Regions from separate parts of the Triticum aestivum genome. Here region 2 is linked to region 1. Evidence: chromatin contacts called from public Hi-C data. All regions are on one chromosome and are shown on one strand. The core of a region is the stretch at or near the end of the contact, and the rest is flanking DNA. Distances in the headings are between cores, read along the strand shown. Region 1 holds the start of LOC123181615 (flavin-containing monooxygenase FMO GS-OX-like 5). Region 2 holds the start of LOC123181616 (oxysterol-binding protein-related protein 1B).

Region 1 (4,805 bases), core at 866-3,365:
TTGTAGGTCAGCGTTGGAGACCCTAAGTGTTGATCACTGGCGTCTGTATACTTTTTCATAGTAGCCTAATCGTGTAAATGTTGACACTGAAATAGTGATATCAAAATAGTGCTTAAGCACGAGGCAAGTTATTGAGCATTTTTTTTAGGAACATGCAGGAGCGCTGCTTATTTATTTAGAGGAAAAAAGGGTTTATGTATAGATATAACTAGGTGATTTTCCCGCCCGTTGCTGCGGAATTTTAAAGATTAATTTTGGATACATTTTGTATGAATGGAATTATCTAAACCAAAAACTATTATTTTTTAAAGTATTTGTGTGTGAACAGAGAGTATGCAAGTACGCTGGACTATTGAAGGTGGAGCAATTAAATTGGAGGATGCATGTGCTACAAAATAGTTTTAGTGGACGATGATGTGGGCATGTGGCAGAATTGGTGATCTCAAGGGCTGCATGTTGAGATTTTTAAAATTAATTTTGGTCAATTTTGTATGAATGAAATGACCTAAATCAAAAAATATTTTTTTAAATAATTGTGTGTGAACAGAGAGTATGCATGCATACCAGATCATTGAAGATGGAGCAATTAAATTGGAGTATGCATGTGCTACCAAATAGTTTTAGTGGATGATGATGCGGCACAATTGATGATATGGAGGGTTGTATGTTCAGAGAATTACAGTTAATGGGATCAACTATTTAGGTATTGTAGATGAGTTTTTGGTGACAACTCAAAGAACTCCAAAAGCAACCAAAATGAAGAGAAACTAGCCAATGCCCTCACTGTCATGGTCCTCCTCCAAAGGCCAGGTACCGTTGTTTGATGTCCACGAGGGCTAAAGTCGTGACCTCCGTTGGCATGAACTATGATGGCAGCACCCTAGCCCAACCATAGCAACAAGTGAAGTTGAGACCACCGTCAATTTCATATTTATCCAACACACAACTAGCCTTATCAGAGACACCAGCCAATTTTTTCTGTTTTTTCTTCACGACCTTTCCCCCGCCTGATCCTCCGCCCAGCCATCTGCTCTTCGATGCTCACCACAAAAAAATTAATTTGTTCTCAAATTTGAGAATAAAGTGCCCGCCTGCTGTGTGATGGCCTCAACATGCAGCAGCTGTGAGAGAGCTCGAGGGCCACAAGTCGCCTTGGGAGAGCTCCGCCCATATCGCATGGGACTCGAGGGCGAACTCATCCCCGTTCCCTAGACGTGATTGAGTTCTACTCGTTCGCCGTCGATCTGGTGTGACTCAACGGCGGATTCATCCCTGCGCCCTAGACGTGGACGAGCTTCGGCTGCAAAGCCATACTCGCCTCACGGTTCGATTCGGACGACTTGTCGTCAACGAACCTGCACGCCATGCTTCATTTTCTTTATCCGTCTTTTCTCTGAAGGAGCACGACATATCTGCTCAGACACCCGAAGCTTGCAGAAGAAGTACCTCTCTCTGCAAGGCACCTGCCCTGGCAGCACAATGGCATCCGAACCTAGCTGGCCTGCAGGGCGGCACATTTGGCCTTCCTGTTGGCCATGCTCTAAGTGGGTGAGACGATCTCCAGGGATTGCATGATTGCGCTAGTGGTCTTTGGCCCCAAAATATGCATGATTGCGTCGGTGGTTGAAAAAAAACATGAAGCCATGTCGCAAAATGGGAAATATCAATATAAATCTGGCCAAAGAGAAGCAAATATGCAAGGCTACCAAACACTCTTGCCACTTGACAGTGAAAGGAAAAAAATGCAAAATAAACTATTCTGGTGAGAATTTGCAAGGCTACAGTATTTTTAAAAAAACAAAGTTCAGAAAATTTGCACAAAATTTTACTCCTGGCATTTGATTCCCTCTCGAACTCGAGTAACGCTACACGTACAAAAGAGTTACAAGGTTTTACAAAGAGGGTTAACTTGATTGGTCAATAGGTGAAGAACATGGTCCACCCCCCTGAAAATCAGGAAGGAGGGCAAATTTATGATTGGTTACTAGATGAAAGAGCCTGTAAAATCCTGTATTTTTTTGTATGTCTAGCATTTTTCTCGAACTCCCACGTTCGAAAAAGCAGCTAAAAACGGTTGGTGAGGCGTAGAAGAGCCCGCTTCCCTCCAAATCGCCGATACCCACATGAACGAAACCAACAGAGACGGGATCGCACACGGCTCCTCGACGGAAAAAAGACCAGCGGAGGCACGGCGAATCCAAGCCAATTCCGGCTCCCAGCTCCGCAAGCCTCTTTGCTCTCTCCTGCCCGCCTCCATGCCGTCGCCCTCGCTCCGCCTCGCCGTCGTCGGCGCGGGCGCGGCCGGCCTGGCGGCGGCACGGGAGCTCCGCCGCGAGGGCCACGCCCCCGTCGTCTTCGAGCGCGCCGCCGCCGTGGGGGGCACCTGGCTCTACGCCTCCCCCGCCCCCGCAGCCGCCGCCGACCCGCTCGGCGCCGCCGCCACCCACTCCAGCCTCTACGCTTCGCTCCGCACCAACCTCCCCCGCGAGGTCATGGGCTTCCTCGACTTCCCCTTCACCGCGGCGCGCGGCTCCGTCGTCGACGCGCGCAGGTTCCCCGGCCACCAGGAGGTGCTTCGGTACCTCGAGGACTTCACGCAGCGGTTCGACCTTTACGGGCTCGTCCGGTTCCAGACGGAGGTGGTCGGGGTCCGGAGGGAGGCCGGCGGGAGGTGGGCGGTGACGTCGAGGAAGCTCGGGGAGAAGGGGGAGCAGGACGAGGAGCTGTATGATGCCGTCGTGGTTTGCAATGGCCATTATTCAGAGCCTCGCGTCGCCTCCATACCTGGTAATGATTCTCCGCTCAACCAACTCGTAATTGGGCAGAAGAAATAGTTTGTTGAACCCTGGTTCAGGCTCAGCACACGGTAAAAACCAACAAATTATACTTCTAAAATCGAGAAGAAAAGAAATCTTGACATTGTACATGTTGTGTCTTTTGTATGCATGCAAATTTTCATGAAGAAATGACACGGTTCGTGCTCCGTGAGAAGAAGAAAAAACTGATTTCGAGCAGGGTAGGTAGTGATCGTAACAAGAAAATCTGCATGTGGTACAGATCTCGAGCATGCTTTAAGAAAAGGGATTTAGGATACTCTGCATGTTGTACAAATCTTGAGCAGAACAGAATCTGCATCCTACGATCTAGAGACAAGAACCAGCTGATTCAGGGTTTAGCAAATTTGATTTTGAACTCTTAAGCTTGATGAATTCTTGAAAGATGCCTGTCTGATGTTTTTTTTGGACAATTCTCGTCCAGTGTTTCGTTACAAACTTGTAATTTTATGGTCATCAGATCCACCAACAATTGTGAACTTGACAGGTGATCTGTACTTTCCAACATTGACAGGTGCAGATGCCTGGCCTGGAAAGCAGATGCATAGCCACAATTACCGTGTGCCTGAGCCATTCCTTGATCAAGTGAGTATGATTCTGACTATGATTTCTTCCCCACACATGAGTTGTCGTGCTAAACTATCTTGAACTTGAAGTACGGATTGCCTTGGTAGGTAGTGATCGTTATTGGGGCCTCGGCAAGTGCAGTTGACATTTCGAGGGACATTGCAAGCGTTGCGAAGGAGGTCCATATTGCCGATAGATCAGCGCCGACTTCCACTTGTGAACAGCAGCCTGAATATGACAACATGTGGCTTCATTCCATGGTAAATGCCTTTTTCCGTGGTGAGTTGAATATGGTGGCTTTATCCGTTAAAGGGGCTGCCATTACCTTGTTATAACAAAATTATGTTCTACTTGCAGATTGACCATGCACAGGGAGATGGCACTGTGGTGTTCCAGGATGGCAGCTCAATCAAAGCGGATGTCATCATGCACTGTACTGGGTATAGTCATGCAGCATATCTAAAACATATTTCTTGCACAAACCACCCTATTTTGCTACATTGGTTGAAGCTAATCATGTGTTCCCTGCCTTTGTATGTTGTCTAGCTACCTGTATGACTTCCCGTTTCTTGGGGATGATAGCACCATCACTGTGGATGACAACTGCGTTGATCCATTATACAAGCATGTTTTCCCTATAGAAGTGGCTCCTGATCTGTCTTTCATCGGAGTGCCGTGGAAGGTCAATTTGTGTCCAAATTTCTGCTGTTGTCTAGATGCACTTATAACTGCCTTGCATGCTCTAGCACCTAAAACTTGCTGGCCTCTGTTTCATCCAGGTTATCCCTTTTCCACTGGTTGAACTCCAAAGCAAATGGGTCGCCGGTATTCTATCTGGACGGATCAAGCTTCCATCGAAAGATGAAATGATGGAAGATGTCAAAGCCATCTACTCGAGACTGGAAACTCGTGGATGGCCCAAGAGATATACCCACAACTTCAGTGGTGGTTATCAGGTAGCCTAATGATGCATGTTAAGGGAGCTAGTTTTTTTTTTGAAATCATGTTAAGGGAGCTAGTTAACAAAGCTTTTCTTGGCGGAAAATGACATATTTCTGTGAATTGTGGGCGTCTTGCACTGTTGCACATCAACATTGTATATTAGAAACGACTATATCGGTTATCCCCTGCTAAGTGTGATTTGTTTGCAGTTCGAATACGATGATTGGCTCGCGGAGCAATGTGGCCATCCACCTATTGAAGAATGGAGGAAGCTGATGTATGCTGCTAATGCGAAGAATAAGGCTGCTCGTCCGGAAAGATACCGCGATGAGTGGGATGATGATGGTCTGGTGGCACTAGCAAATGAGGACTTCAAAAAATACTTCTAATCTATGTTGTGGACTGTGATTATCATTTTCATTGCCAGGACGCGGTGATAATCATTGCAGTAATTATTTTACA
Region 2 (5,240 bases), core at 1,326-3,825, 310 kb before region 1:
GGTCTCAACCATTGGTGGTGTCACCTTCTAACAAAACCATTAAACCTATTACGAAAGGCTGAGATTGTGGTCCTGTTTGACACCAAACTTGGGATAATATTGCTAGCAAGTGCAGTATTTAGCTACTGATAAAGGTTGACTGCTGAATACAAGGAAGACATGATAGCAAAATATCCAGTCATCTTTTGGCACAACTAAGAACATCAATTGTGTGTATATATATATATATATATATATATATATATATATAATATATATATATAGTTCTAAAGAGGGCTCCGCAAGTTCTTAATGTACATTCGTCACTAAAGTTGGTCAGTATGACCATCAAGTTCCTTCGCCGTTATTTGCTTGAAGAAAAAGAGAAAGCCTACCAAAAAGTGCATGATTTGTCTAGTCTAATCACAGGGTTCCAAGAAGCATTACCTCAAGTTCCCGTGGAAGACTGCCGATAAAGCTTAAATACGATTCACAACGCTGCTTCATCTGTACGTGATACTGTGAAAATTCTGAATGAACAATCTGCTCACAGTCTTTAACAATTTCTGCACCAACACCTTCAGCATGCAAGCGATCTCTTAGCTTTTCTGTAGAAAATGATCCACCATTCCGGTCACTTGGTAAAATACCACCAAGAGAATATTCACTTCTCGCTGAAACAAGTGCTTCAATCCAAGCGACACGGTCCTTAACGCAACCTGTCCTCAGCTGAAGTGTCTTGGTTGGGGTAATGATATAGAACCGTTTGTCATCTGATTTACTTTCACTAAATGATGAGATCTACAAACAGTTCAAAAGAATTACAAAAATTAGCAACCAGACCGGCACTTTAAGCCAAAAGTATAAGCCCTTGTGTTCAAGGCACACAAATTATAGTTGAAAACAGTGATGCCCCATGCTATCTACATATTCATGCGGTGATTACACGTTGGTATAGACCAACGACAACAGATACTTCAGTTCCTTCCAACACAATATTTTGATCAGTCTCCTAGGATGTAAAATCCAATAATGAGCAATGAAGAGTAATCCATATACTCAAATGATTATTGAATCCTCCCAGCACTGTAATGCCATATCATTTCACACTGTTGCATCTATAGATAAGAACTTGATCAGTTATCATCTAAAGGACCGGCGCACATAAAGGACGCTGACTCAAGCAGCAGCCAAGGACAAGAGACCGCTCATCAGGGAAGGAAAAATGGCAAGGCTCCTTCAAATGGGTATATGGACAGATGCTCCGTACCACCCCCACGTTCCCAGCAAACTCACGGACATCCATCTAATACGACACAAACCGAGGCGCCAACCCATCGGCCCGGCCATTATTCTCCCTTGTACAAAATACAGATAGGCCGGAGCCGTGCCATTTGAACAAAATACAGCTGGGAGAGCCGGGCATCCGCGTGCCGCGAATTAAAGCATCTCGCCGGCCGGCCAGTCGGCTGTCGGCCCCTCCTCCCCTGAGCGCGCGCGGCGACAAGGTCGCCTCTGTAGCACGCCGATGCAGACACTGTTGTTTCACACTCCGCACTAGTAGCCGATCCTCGCCGCGGCTAGCGAAAAGCCAGCTACAGTCCAAGCAAGGCATCTCTCTCTCTTTATCCGACACAAGCGACAGATAGCCCCGGCTGCAAGAAAATCTCCGCCGCAGATCGCGACGATGTGCGGCTGCCGATGCGCGCTCGCGGGGGGCGCCGGGGAGCACGGGGTCGCTTTACAGTTCAACTGTTCCGATCCGAGCGACGCGGAAATACCAACTCGTTTTGGTAATGAGAAGAAAAAAAAGACCTACGAAATCGCTGGGGAAACTAAAAATAGTTGAATCGCCGGCCAGATGAAATGCGCTGCGCCCTCCGGAACGAACCGCTCGATGTTTCGCTACTGGTGCGAGTTGTGTGGAAGCTATCTATGTAAGCAATGGGATCATGGTAGCGTAGCGGACGGGAAACGGAGGGGGCGGAGATGGTACGAGACCTTGAGATGGACGAATCCGATGGGCCGCTCCCCGGCGCCGCGGTCCGCGCCCCCGATCACCCTGACGCCCGCGCCCACGGCGAGCTCGGCCGGCGGCGGCGGCGGCGTCTCCTCCGCCGCGACGCGGCGGCGGATCTTCGAGTAGGCGAGCACGCCGCCGCGGATCGCGAACCAGCGCGGGCGCCAGCCCCTGCCGATGTTGGTCCACTTGTGCAGCACCCCCGCCACCGCCGCTCCGTCCGCGGGCGGCGGGGAGCAGTCCCCGTCGTCGTCCTCGGCGGCGCCGCCGCCCCCGGGGCAGTAGTCCGCTGCGAGGCAGCAGAGCGGGTGCATCTCCCTGGCCCGCATCGTCGCCTCCGCCCGCTCTCACGGCGCTGGCGTCCCCATCTGGACTTGTTTATTGGCCGCTCCGCCTATAGAAGCGCCTCCACGCGGTGGGTCGATTGGATTCGTTCGATTGCGGTGGCGAGCAGAGCTGCGGAGGCTGGCGAGGTGGGTTGAGATGGGAATGGGAGGGAGGGAGGAGACTCTGATGCGCGCGGCGCAGGCGCAGAGCCTTGTGCTTAACGCTCACTTCTGCTGCTTCCCTTTTGGAGCGGCATCTTTGAGCGCGCGATCCTTCCATCCTCGTGTCCCTCTCCCGCCGGCTCCCGAGCCCGGACGCGTGCCCTGTGCGTGGTTGGTCGAGTCAGGTCGACCGGAGCGAGCATCGTGTTCGTGCCGCGGTGCGCGTGTCGACGGGCGATCGTGCGCCTTGCGTTGCGCGGTCGCGTGTCATCGCGTTCCACGGTAGGCTCGCTTGACAGTACTCTAGATGTCAATGTGCTTTCCCCATCGTTAATTGCGCTTAACAGGAGCCCGAGCACTGTGTATCTTTGGCAACTCAGCTACATACTCCTGTTGCTAATTAGTAGTGGTCCATGCTTTGCTGGTTTCCGCGATCGGTCGAACCTTCCTTGGACCAGGCGTCATCCTCCAGCACCGTGGCTACGATGACGGACCAGCGGCATGCGTCTCCTGTCGCGGACCAACGACGCGCATGAGCGTTCCGACCCCATGTCTTGTACCAGTGGCTATAGCTAGCTCCAACCTGGTGGATCGACAGACATGGCAACCGCCCCGGCCTAACCGGAAACCCAATACATCCGCACGTGCACCGACAAGACCTGTATCCACGAGATATCGCACGAACGATCGATCGAATAGGCCGCCGGACTCCCTCTCCCCCACGATGGCGGGCTAGCTGGCTGAACAAATCACTCGCTGCGTTTATCTGATTATCTCTTTTTGTGGCTAGCGACTGAAACTGGGCCGGCCAATTTTTCCGGTATTCACAACCTTCTAGAATAGTTCTTCGCTGGTTGTTAACCGGTTTTGGGAACCTTGCAAAAGGTTCTGGTCCAGTTTGTTTCCTTTTTCCCTCTTTTTTTGCTTTTTGAAATTTTCATTTTCTTCTAAGTTTTCATCAATTTTTACAAATATTCAAGTTTATTGAGAAAATGTTTGGAAAATTTAAAAAATATGTTTACACCTTCTTAGAAATGTTCGCAATTAAAAAACCCCAAATGATAAATGTCACACGCCAGGTGCGTGACACTCCGGCCCCGGCGTTTTTAGAAATGTTCACAATTTTTCGATGGATATTCTCATATTCTAGTCACACGAGGTTGGCAATTTCCAGTGACATACGGTAAACTTCTGTCAAAACTAAATTGAAGCACGAAAGGTGCATGCTTGTCAACTAAAATTGTCTTCCCTGCATAACTAAACTTGCCATCGAAAACATTTGGAGTTGCCATGTGCTCGTACCTGACTTCTGGCACCTATCAGGGTCCTTAAAAAATGCATTCCTTAAAAATTGTTCAGTAATTTGAAGAAATGTACTCCTTCCGCTCCTAAATATAAGTCTTTGTACAGATTTCACTATGGATTACATACAGAGCAAAATGAGTGAATCTATACTCCAAAATGCATCTATATACATCCGTATGTGGTCCATAGTGAAATCTCTACAAAGACTTATATTTAGAAACGGAGGGAGTATGTGTTTAAAATTGTTCACATTTTAAGAAAAATGTTTACAAAATTCAAAAAAGTTTTCAAAAATAAAAAATGTCTTTATTCTCGAAAACCTAAATTAAAAATCAAAATAATTCATCAATCATAAAGAAATCATTTACACAATATGCTGAGGTTGAGATAAAAAAAACAATCATCCCTTATAACTATCGAAGATTGTTGAACAAGCTAATTCTGAAGGAAATATGCCCTAGAGGCAATAATAAAGTTGTTATTTCATATTTCCTTATTCATGATAAACGTTTATTATTCATGCTAGAATTGTATTGATTGAAAACCTTAATACATGTGTGAATACATAAACAAACGTAGTGTCCCTAGTAAGCCTCTACTAGACTAGCTCGTTGATCAAAGATGGTTAAGGTTTCCTAACCATGGACATGAGTTGTCATTTGATAACGGGATCACATCATTAGGAGAATGATGTGATGGAAAAGAACCATCTGTTAGCTTAGCATAATGATCGTTCAGTTTTATTGCTATTGCTTTCTTCATGTTAAATACATATTCCTTCGACTATGAGATTATGCAACCCCCGGATACCAGAGGAATGCCTTGTGTGCTATCAAACGTCACAACGTAACTGGGTGATTATAAAGATGCTCTACAGGTATCTCTGAAGGTGTCTGTTAAGTTGGCATAGATCAAGATATGATTTGTCACTCCGAGTATCGGAGAGGTATCTCTGGGCCCCCTCGGTAATACACACCATAAGCTTGCAAGCAAACAACTAAAGAGTTAGTCACGAGATAATGTATTACGGAACGAGTAAAGAGACTTTCCGGTAACGAGATTGAACTAGGTATGAAGATACCGATGATCGAATCTCGGGCAAGTAACATACCGATGGACAAATGGAATTACGTATGTTGTCATAACGGTTCGACTGATAAAGATCTTCATAGAATATGTAGGAGCCAATATGAGCATCCAGGTTCTGCTATTGGTTATTGACCGGAGAGGTGTCTCGGTCATGTCTACATAGTTCTCTAACCCGTAGGGTCCGCGCGCTTAACGTTCGATGACGATATAGTATTATATGAATTATGTGATTTGGTGACCGAATGTTGTTCGGAGTCCTGGATGAGATCACGGACATGACGAGGAGTCTTGAAATGGTCGAGAGGTAAAGATTGATATATAGGACGATGGTATTCGAACACCGGAAGTGTTCCGGAGGT

The links. Hi-C and Micro-C count contacts between places; a contact is called where the count stands out from the background.
Region 2: a contact with region 1 is called in a Hi-C map of leaf, with 4 times the contacts expected there. The contact joins the promoter of LOC123181616 here to the promoter of LOC123181615 in region 1. A contact is called at or near these places in 4 of 5 Hi-C or Micro-C datasets (leaf and an unstated tissue).

The regions. Positions count from the first base shown.
Region 1 is chr1D:301,576,031-301,580,835 of IWGSC CS RefSeq v2.1, reverse strand. LOC123181615 (flavin-containing monooxygenase FMO GS-OX-like 5) reads left to right here and starts at 2,115. Exons shown (of 8, transcript XR_006491784.1): 1 at 2,115-2,787; 2 at 3,322-3,419; 3 at 3,509-3,661; 4 at 3,759-3,841; 5 at 3,948-4,083; 6 at 4,181-4,357; 7 at 4,553-4,805.
Region 2 is chr1D:301,887,715-301,892,954 of IWGSC CS RefSeq v2.1, reverse strand. It overlaps LOC123181616 (oxysterol-binding protein-related protein 1B), which reads right to left and starts at 2,575. Exons shown (of 10, transcript XM_044593924.1): 1 at 1,981-2,575; 2 at 427-780. The coding sequence starts at 2,328.